Linked DNA regions of Mus musculus: region 1 is linked to region 2. A link is a contact called in public Hi-C data. All regions are on one chromosome and are shown on one strand. Each heading gives the region's core, a stretch centred on a gene start, on an enhancer-like site or on the middle of the called end of the contact. The rest is flanking DNA. Distances are from core to core; before and after follow the strand shown. Region 1 overlaps Gm33981 (a long non-coding RNA gene). Region 2 has its middle 92 kb from the start of Gm33897.

Evidence for each region. Hi-C and Micro-C count contacts between places; a contact is called where the count stands out from the background.
Region 1: a contact with region 2 is called in a Hi-C map of embryonic fibroblasts, with 2.1 times the contacts expected there. The contact joins two enhancer-like sites. A contact is called at or near these places in 1 of 15 datasets of contacts at CTCF or cohesin (the NIH/3T3 cell line) and 2 of 484 Hi-C or Micro-C datasets (embryonic fibroblasts and nephron progenitors).

What each region holds. Positions count from the first base shown.
Region 1 is chr10:96,946,404-96,951,407 of GRCm38.p6, reverse strand. All of the region lies in intron 2 of Gm33981 (a long non-coding RNA gene), which reads left to right. Among named protein-coding and RNA genes, the nearest start is that of Gm33981, 9.9 kb to the left of the region's middle. Within about 2 kb of position 3,262, at least 17 of the 459 cell types and tissues checked have an H3K27ac peak or open chromatin away from gene starts, as enhancers often do. A contact at or near this core is called in embryonic fibroblasts, where this site is marked.
Region 2 is chr10:96,805,133-96,809,990 of GRCm38.p6, reverse strand. No RefSeq gene overlaps it. Among named protein-coding and RNA genes, the nearest start is that of Gm33897, 92 kb to the right of the region's middle. Within about 2 kb of position 3,215, at least 40 of the 459 cell types and tissues checked have an H3K27ac peak or open chromatin away from gene starts, as enhancers often do. A contact at or near this core is called in embryonic fibroblasts, where this site is marked.

The DNA.
Region 1 (5,004 bases), core at 2,013-4,512, 140 kb before region 2:
AGCAAGAAAGTAATCCTTCAACAAACCTAAAAGAAGACAGCCTCGAGAACAGAATCCCAACTCTAACAACAAAAATAACAGGAAGCAACAATTACTTTTCCTTAATATCTCTTAATATCAATGAACTCAATTTACCAATAAAAAAACATAGACTAACAGACTGGCTACATGAACAGGACCCAACATTCTGCTGCTTACAGGAAACATACCTCAGGGACAAACACAGACACTACCTCAGAGTAAAAGACTGGAAAACAATTTTCCAAGCAAATGGTCCAAAGAAACAAGCTGGAATAGACATTCTAATATTGAATAAAATCTACTTCTAACCCAAAGTCATCAAAAAAGACAAGGAGGGACACTTCATACTCATCAAAGGTAAAATCCTCCAAGAAGAACTCTCAATTCTGAATATCTATGGTCCAAATGCAAGGGCAGCCACATTCATTAAAGAAACTTTAGTAAAGCTCAAAGCACACATTGCACCTCACACAATAATAGTAGGAGGCTCAAACCCCACTCTCATCAATGGACAGATCCTGGAATCAGAAACTAAACAGAGACACATTGAAACTAACAGAAGTTATGAAACAAATGGATTTATCAGATACAATTTGCAAAACACATGAAATCAAGAAAAAAGGAGGACCAATGTGTGGCTACTTCATTCCTTCTTAGAATGAGGAACAAAATACCCATGGAAGGCGTTACAGAAACAAAGTTTGGAGCTGAGATGGAAGGAAGGACCATCCAGAGACTACCCTAGCTGGGATCCATTCCATACACAACCACCAAACCCAGACACTATTGCATATGTCAGCAAAATTTTGCTGACAGAACCCTGATATAGCTATCTCTTGTGAGGCTATGCCAGTGCCTGGCAAATGCAGAAGTGGTTGCTCACAGTCATCTATTGGATGGAACACAAGGCCCCCAATGAAGGATCTAGAGAAAGTACCCAAAGAGCTAAAGGGCTCTGCAACCCTATAGGAGGAACAACATTATGAACTAACCAGTACCCCTCAGAGTTTGTGTCTCTAGTTGCATATGTAGCAGAGGATGGACTAGTCAGCCATCAATGAGATTAGAAGCCCTTGGTCTTGTGAAAATTATATGTCCCAGTACAGGGGAATGCCAGGAAGCTGGAGTGGGTGGGTTGGGGAGCAGGGCGGAGGGAGGGTATAGGGGACATTTGGGATAGCATTTGAAATGTAAATGAAGAAAATATCTAATAAAAAAAGATTAACCATCAGAAATATATATATATATATATATATATATATTATCAAAGAGTGTGGGTAACAACTGAGATCTCTGGTGAGCAATGAACATCTACATCCTGATCATTTGGTGACCAGAAGCTTCTGGCTACTCCCACCAACACCCTATGAGATGGTATTAGCCTGGTAAAGGAGCAACATTGAAAGGTCAAAGGATGACTTGTTCTGAACATGTATCACATTTACACTGTTCCAAAGTAAAATAAAAAAATTTAAGTTGAGTAAATTTGTTTTTGAAGCAACAATAGCCATGATATCAGTAAACAATATGTTCTATACATGCTGATAATGTGCTTTAGAATCATGGCTCACTGGTTTTTCAGACAGAAATAATCGCAATGAAGATAGTTGATACTACCTATGTGGACTACTCTCAGAATTTTATGGGGAACATTTTTGTTGATTTACCCCAGTGAGGAATTCATGAGTGAAAACTATATACTCAGTGTCCAACAGAAGCTCAGATTGTCCCAAATAACATATAAATGTGATTTCAGATATTTGCATGGAAAAAATGCTATATTTTTATTACACATTTTTTAAGTTAAAATTTAGTATCATATAAGATTATTAAACTTGAGTAATAATACTGATTTTTAAAACTTGCATGGATGTTAGTTTCATCACTTCTTATTTCACTTCCCAAAGTAGAGAGAATGCGTTATAAAATTTTGACTACTGGAAGATTTTTCTTTTTATCTGCTAAAGCTGAAATCAACAAAGGGAAAATGAAGACATAATTGGATAGAACACACAAGAGTTCCTTTTGGAAGCTTTCGCAGTAGAATATGTCCAAGCAAGAGCTAATACGGTAGCTCATGAAGGATGAAAGTAGCTGACGTAATATTCTAAAACCGAGCTTTGGTTAAATAGCTTAACCTTCTTAGCTCTTATTGAAGCCAGGAGGGAAGTGTTGAGTTCAGCAATTTTTCCTCAACGGCATCTAAGAGAACACTTTAGAAAGTTTTCCATTGATGCCAGGGCCAAGTTTCTGTTGTGTTGTAGAGGGCAGCAACTCTGCTTCCTCTCCAGGCCCTCTGGAGGATCACTCTCATTTCCAAACAGAACTCTCCAAGACTAAAACAATGCCTAAGAGAAGCAGGCTGGAAATCTTGGCTCTCACAACTCTAACTTGGAAGTATTTACATTCCTTTGTATTTTAGCCCATCTGGGTCGGATGAATGAAGTCTTGCCCAAAAACTGTGACCTTTGAATAAGCTTCAAACTGCTCAGTGGGCCAGTTGGAACAAATGTTCAAGAGCATCAAAGAACCATCTTTTTAGAGAAAGATAAAGATGAAGGCGAGTGTAACTATCCCAGTAGGATTCTGTCCATCTTCTTAATAATTCAATCACCTGTGTAATTATAAAACCTAAATTGTGCTCACCTCTGTGCCCTCCTTTCTTCTTACATAAATGTAGTCAAGCTAGCTACAGTACAGAGCTATCTTCAAAGAATATCAGTTATTTTTTTCTTTAAAGCCAAAGGATGATTAATGAAAGAAAATGTAAATCAAGAGAAAGCATCTTATTAATTAAAATCCCAAATTGAGCAGCATAAATTAGATTGGTTCAAGATAGTAGCTAAGTCTTTTTACACACAAAAATAAGCATGAACATATGAAATGTTCACTAAGTTGTTTTTTGAAGAAAATGAGGGCTATGATTAATAAATGAGTATGTCTCTATAATGTTTGGAAATGCTGATTAAAATTCCATTTCAGAGATATGAGCCCATCTAAAACAGAGTGCTCTAAATATGATTTTGCTCATATAAAGATTGCAATTAATGATGTTGATGTAAATAAATATTTATAATATGCTTAAGTGCACTTGGTGTGTTCTGGATGTGTTGGGATCTGTCATTCGAGTTCCATTTATATTACCTCATTTCATTCTTAAAGATTCTCGCTCAGTGAGGTCACCATTCCGTTGAGTGACTAAGTACTGTGAGTGACTTGTCTTAGCTCTCATGAATTTGGAATGAAGTTAACATAGAAATGGTGACTGATTGAGCCAATGAGCCAAAAGCTCAAGTGTGTGAGTAAAAGTTCAGAGTTCCCAGCTTGTAATAGTCAAGGATGAACAAGATGAACAAAAATACTACAGGGATTTCACAGAATCATGGAGAACCAAAAGCCAGGACTCAAGAAGAAGCAAGATGAAGAAGTTATGTGGGAGCTGCTAAGGGTGGCTCCTGCCTCGAAGAACTGCTCCTCGTTATCTTTCCCTGCTTTCTAATGGCTGCGATCATTCTTCCTGGCTTGCTGTTCCAGCCACAAAGAACAATTACTAGGCTCTCCTTTCAAATCTTACATTTCTGTAGTACAGAGTAATGGAACCTCTCAGCAGTGGGCATTTGTGAGGCCTTCCCGTCTTCTGACTCAGACAACAACAACAGTCACTCCATGGGACCATCATGACTGCTGGGGAACACCTTCTTACATTTATGTGGAGCAATGGTCTCCAAATTGATAATTTCTTGGACAGCTACATCCAGAACTAACTGTGCATTTAGCTTTGCAGAGAGATTTACTCACCCTCTAGAAAGCAGATGCCCTCCAGTCTCATCCTCAGTGGTCAATAGTGTACCATAACGTCTAAGACCATCTGGCCAAGTTGTCAGGTCTTCTAATCAGAAACTGGACAGCACATCCCCACACAATGTTGAAAGCTTTTGGACATTAGAATTAAACTAACTCAAAAGATACAGCTTTGAAGCAATACACTGGTGTAGAGAGTAAAAAACCCCCAAATGGCCTGCTTTGGACTTGAAATTGAAAGTAGAAGACACAGGGAAGAGATTTCTCCAGTTACTTGATCGACTTAAAGACAGACTCTCCAAAGAAAAACACAGCTGCCTTGACTCTTTTTACTGAACTTGCATTAACCAGGGAGGATTAAGCTCAGATCACACAGAGACAGAATACTGAACGACACACAGAGAGTCTGAGGAATTTTGTCCCAGCACCTCGTTCCTTGAGCTTATTGCCTTTAAAAACCCATTTTCATTCCCCTCTAAGAGTGCCTTACAGCCCCTACTGCACTACATTCCCTTCCTCCTGTGAAGAGGCATTTAAGCTTCAACCGTATCCCCCTTTGAATGTCATGGTTTGTATGACTCTCATGCACACATTAATGAGAGCTTGGTTTTCTCCTGTTGATCTCTTGTGTTTTCAACTACTGAACCGTTAGATGAAAGGTTTGAACAACAACAATGACAAAATAAGCCCCATTTGATATAGTGAAAAAGAAGTGTGAAACCATGGCAGATGCTGGATGAAATACCTCTTGGGAGGCCAAGTTATATATCAGTTGTCTGATAACAGCGGTTTATGCCACATCAGATGATCAGCACCACCTGATTCATGCTTCTCCTCTCTGAGGGAACGTTTTATTTCTTCAATCCTTCTATCATACGTTACACTCTGAATGTGGTTTTTCTGTACCTCCACTCCTCCTGTTCTTCTCACTCCTCTCTTCCTCAGATTCACTCCTCCTCTTTCGTTTCCCTTCAGAGAAGAGTTGGCTTCCCAGGGGTGTCAACCTAAAATGGTGTAATGAGTTACAGCAAGGCTAGACACAAACTTTCATATTGAGACTCGACTAGACAAACCAGTAGGATGAAAAAGGTTCTAAGAGCAGGCAAAAGAGTCAGAGACAACTCCACTCTCCCTGGTAGGAGCCCCCCTAACACCTTAAGCTAAACAACCATAGCATACATG
Region 2 (4,858 bases), core at 1,966-4,465:
ATACAGCTTTTACGTTTTTTTCAGTTGTTGGAGGGGGGAGGTTTTAAGTGTGTGTGGTGGCCAGAGATGAAATTGAAGCTATCCCTTTTTTTTTTTTTTTGAATTAGGTATTTTCCTCATTTACATTTCCAATGCTATCCCAAAAGTCCCCCATACCCTCCCACCCACCCCCATTTTTTGGCCCTGGCGTTCCCCTGTACTGGGGCATATAAAGTTTGCAAGTCCAATGGGCCTCTCTTTCCAATGATGGCCGACTAGGCCATCTTTTGATACATATGCAGCTAGAGTCAAGAGCTCCGGGGTACTGGTTAGTTCATATTGTTGTTCCACCTATAGGGTTGCAATTCCCTTTAGCTCCTTGGGTACTTTTTCTAGCTCCTCCATTGGGGGCCCTGTGATCCATCCAATAGCTGACTGTGAGCATTCATTTCTATGTTTGCTAGGCCCTGGCATAGTCTCACAAGAGACAGCTATATCTGGGTCCTTTCAGCAAAATCTTGCTAGTGTATGCAATGGTGTCAGCGTTTGGAAGCTGATTATGGGATGGATCCCTAGATAGGGCAGTCTCTAGATGGTCCATCCTTTAGTCACAGCTCCAAACTTTGTCTCTGTAATTCCTTCCATGGGTGTTTTGTTCCCAATTCTAAGAAGGGGCACAGTGTCCACACTTTGGCCTTTGTTCTTCTTGAGTGTCATGTGTTTAGCAAATTGTATCTTATATCTTGGGTATCCTAGGATTTGGGCTAATATCCACTTATCAGTGAGTACATATTGTATGAGTTCCTTTGTGATTGTGTTACCTCACTCAGGATGATGCCCTCCAGGTTCAACCATTTGCCTAGAAATTTCATAAATTCATTCTTTTTAATAGCTGAGTAGTACTCCATTGTGTAAATGTACCACATTTTTTGTATCCATTCCTCTGTTGAGGGGCATCTGGGTTCTTTCCAGCTTCTGGCTATCATATATAAGGCTGCTATGAACATAGTGGAGCATGTGTCCTTCTTACCAGTTGGAACATCTTCTGGATATATGCCCAGAAGAGGTATTGCGGGATCCTCCAGTAGTACTATGTCCAATTTTCTGAGGAACTGCCAGACTGATTTCCAGAGTGGTTGTACAAGCTTGCAATCCGACCAACAATGGAGGAGTGTTCCTCTTTCTCCACATCCTCGCCAGCATCTGCTGTCACCTGAATTTTTGATCTTAGCCATTCTGACTGGTGTGAGATGGAATCTCAAGGTTGTTTTGATTTGCATTTCCCTGATGATTAAGGATGTTGAACATTTTTTCAGGTGTGAAACTATCCCTTAATAGTTCTCATTGGATTTTTTGAGACAGGGTCTCACTGAACCTGGAACTCAGCCATTCATCTAGACTAGCTGGCTAGGAATTCCTACTCTACTCTGTCTGTCTCCCCAGCACTAAGATTGTGTGTGTGTGTGTGTGTGTGTGTGTGTGTGTGTGTGTGTGTGTGTGTGTGTGTGAATGCTCAGGTTTTGGATTTTATGTGGCTGACAGAGATTCAAAATTCAAAATTCAAGTCCTTACGTGCTCCCAATTTTGCCATGTTTAAAGCTTATTTTCACCTAAATATTTTTTCTCTTTGCTGTTCTTTGGCATGTTGGCATCCTTCGTGGTTCAAATCAGATGTTAGCTTCTTTCTGAAGCTCTTTGTGATCCCTTTACTGTAGACTGTTTTTCCTATACCTGGAGCACTTGCCTTCTATCACTTAAGACCCTGTGCTGTGGTTGAGTGTGTACATGTGTGTTCCTGTGTGCATCCTAAGCACCCTCCAAAAATCATGTTTTCCTGGACCTGCTTCTGTTTGCCACAGAGTTCTGTGAACCACATAATAAAGGGTACACTGAACTTTGCAATCAAATGTGTCAAAGAGCCAGTGCAGAGCGGAATATAATGTGCCACAGAAAAACAGTGAGAATGGACTTCAGACTTCATGCAGAGACGTACTAGAAGAAAGAGGAGGAAGAGAGAGGGAAAAGGACGCTGTTGGTTTCTAGCAGTGTGGACATAGAGACAACCCAAACACAAATGCATCTCAATGACTATGTCAAGTACCCAGCCACTAATAATTCCCAAGCAAAAACCCATTGGCAAAATTGAACAGGACCACCCATGAGCAGCTATGAAGCCCTTATCAAAAAACAATAAAAACTATAATATTATTCTCTTGATGAGAACACTCACAAGTAACACTAGAAAAATAGCTGGCATATATATATATATATATATATATATATAAAACCTTTCCCTCGACCTTTGTCTATGTCTGTCTATTTATACCAAACATGTGGAAGGCCAGTACCGTGCTTCTCTTCTCTTTGCTAAGGTAGACAATCTGGATTTATTTTGCATTTATCACCGTTAAACATTTTGGTTGAGCTTTACCCTAAAACCAATGTTATGATTCTCTTCACCTTGTCTGAGACTCAGCTCAGTCAGGAATGCAATCGGCTTCTTCCCCAGAAGCAAGGAGTTCTAAGGAGCAAGGTGAGACAGGAAGACAATCATGTTAAGAGGGTTTTTTTGTTTGTTTGTTTGTTTGTTTGTTTGTTTTAAATGTGCAGATTTTAATTTTGGTTGAACAACATAATGAAGTCTATTAAGATCTCAGCTTGTCTGTGAGACTTTTATTTCAATAGAGCCCTGTTGATTTGAAATCATACCTTTGTTTCAAAGGGCAAATTGTTCGAGTTATGTCGGCATTTTAAGGTTGTCTTTTTCTCCCCGATGGAAATATATTGTGTTTGACCAAAAGATGGTCTTCAATGACTAAAATAAAAAAATAACACAGAGAGGGTTGTTGCCGAGGTGCATTTACTTTAAACTATATGCAGTCTCTAAAGTACTTAGATGCATAAAGTTATTACCCCTATATTATTGCTATCTATCATCCCAACTGCTAATAAGATTCCTTAGATATGCTGAACTAAAGCGCTAAGCCATTGTTGAGGCTTTTCCTGTCATTCCACACTCAGCCACCTCTGGGGCGGGCTCCCTCCTTCTCGCCCCCCCCCCCCGCCCCCACTGCAGTTTCTTTCACTTGTGTAGACCCAGCGTTCACAGGAAAAAGAAGCCTAAGTGACAGCAAAGCCCAAGGCTTGGCTGATCAACCAAACAGGCCTGTGTGTCTTACTCCTGGGGAAGCCTATAACTATCAGAAACATTCTCCTCTCCTTAGTCATCTGTTAGTCAGGCCACGCTTGCCAGCCCCTTTCCTTCTCCTTTGGCACGAACATCTTCAGTTTCATCTTTGTCTGTGGTATATGTGGTGTAAAGTTGAAATGTATTTTGGACCTTGGTTACATTCTGCTTCACACACACTAAATCCATGTCTCCCTGTAACAGTTAAAATGAACACAGTTGCGACTGGAGAGATGGCTCAGCAGCTGACTACAGTTGTTACTTCTATAGAGGAGTGGAGTTTAGCACACAGTTCAGTTGATAAAACATTCTGTAACTCCCGCTCCAGGTGAGCATACATTCTCCTCTGGCTTCTAAGTCCTCATATATGCACACTTCACACATTCAGAGAGATACACGTGTACATAAATAAATAATAAACATCTTTTTTTTTAATTAACAGTTTTCATTTCTGGATCGATATAAATTGAACACTCTATTGATTCAAAAATTTGTGTATACTATTTCTTTTTAAATTTGTAATATTTATTGATTGATTTATTGACTGGTTTATTTATGTGATAGAGTAAGGCATGTCCCACAGCATATGTGTCAGTCAGAGAAAACCTCGTGGGAGTTCATTCTCTTGTTCTATTCTGTGGGTTACAGGGTTGAGCTTCTGTCCTCAGACCTAGCATCAAGCACCTTTATCCACTGGGACATCTCACTGGCCCCATTCTTGGTACTTTGAGAAAAGGTTTTCATCTGTATATTCTTCTATTTCCATTTAAATGCAAAATTTCCATTGTGTTTACGTAAGCAACTCAAATCATTGACATAGGAAGCAGTTCAGAGAGTATGGAAGTACGAATGAGGGATGTCTTCACAGATCACAATGTAATCTGTTCTATGCAGATGAACTCAACTTTTCACACCATCAGGATTTCATCACAAAAGATGGGCCTGCCTGAGATACTGCTCATGAAAAGTCAATAACTGCTTTTAAAACAAACATAATTCTGACTTTTGGGAAAAGCCCATCTATCTTTGTGGGCCTTTTTCTTCAAAGTAGCTTCTAATAATTGCAGATGAGTGTGTTTATTCCTTCAGTGAGGCACGTGTATTGCTTCTTAACATCTTCTAGGAGAAAGATTGGCAAGTTAGAGGAGATGAGTAGAATTATCTTCAAAATTTGTTTCATTTCTCATCTTTGTTTTTTGCTCTTTGAGTAATGCAAGTATGGAAAAAGTAGCATTTTGTATGTTAAAGCAGAGAGGATTTTAGAGCAGAAACCTAGCCCTGCTGTAAATTACAACACTTCAGGATTGCATGTTCCACATAATGAAGGACAAGAAAGGTTTTTTAATGAGTGTTCTAAAAGGGCATCACTCATAGCAATGACGGAGCTAGCCGTTTCATTACTGGTCTCATTAGTTCACATGAGTAATTTGAAGGATTATTCTCTGTTAATGTCAGAGAAGGAAACTGAGAGGCTTCGAAATGATACCAAGACACACAACATAAGGATTTTACCCTCTTGTTCCTGAGTGACCATTGGTTCATAAATCCAGCTAAGCCACCGAAAAAGTTTTCATCTAAGCTGAATACTCCATAAGACCACATACGAGAGATATTATTAAACTAAAAGACCTGATGTCTTAGGCCTCTTAATATATCTCCTCCCCGATTTTATGTTCCAGCTCCCAAGACTTT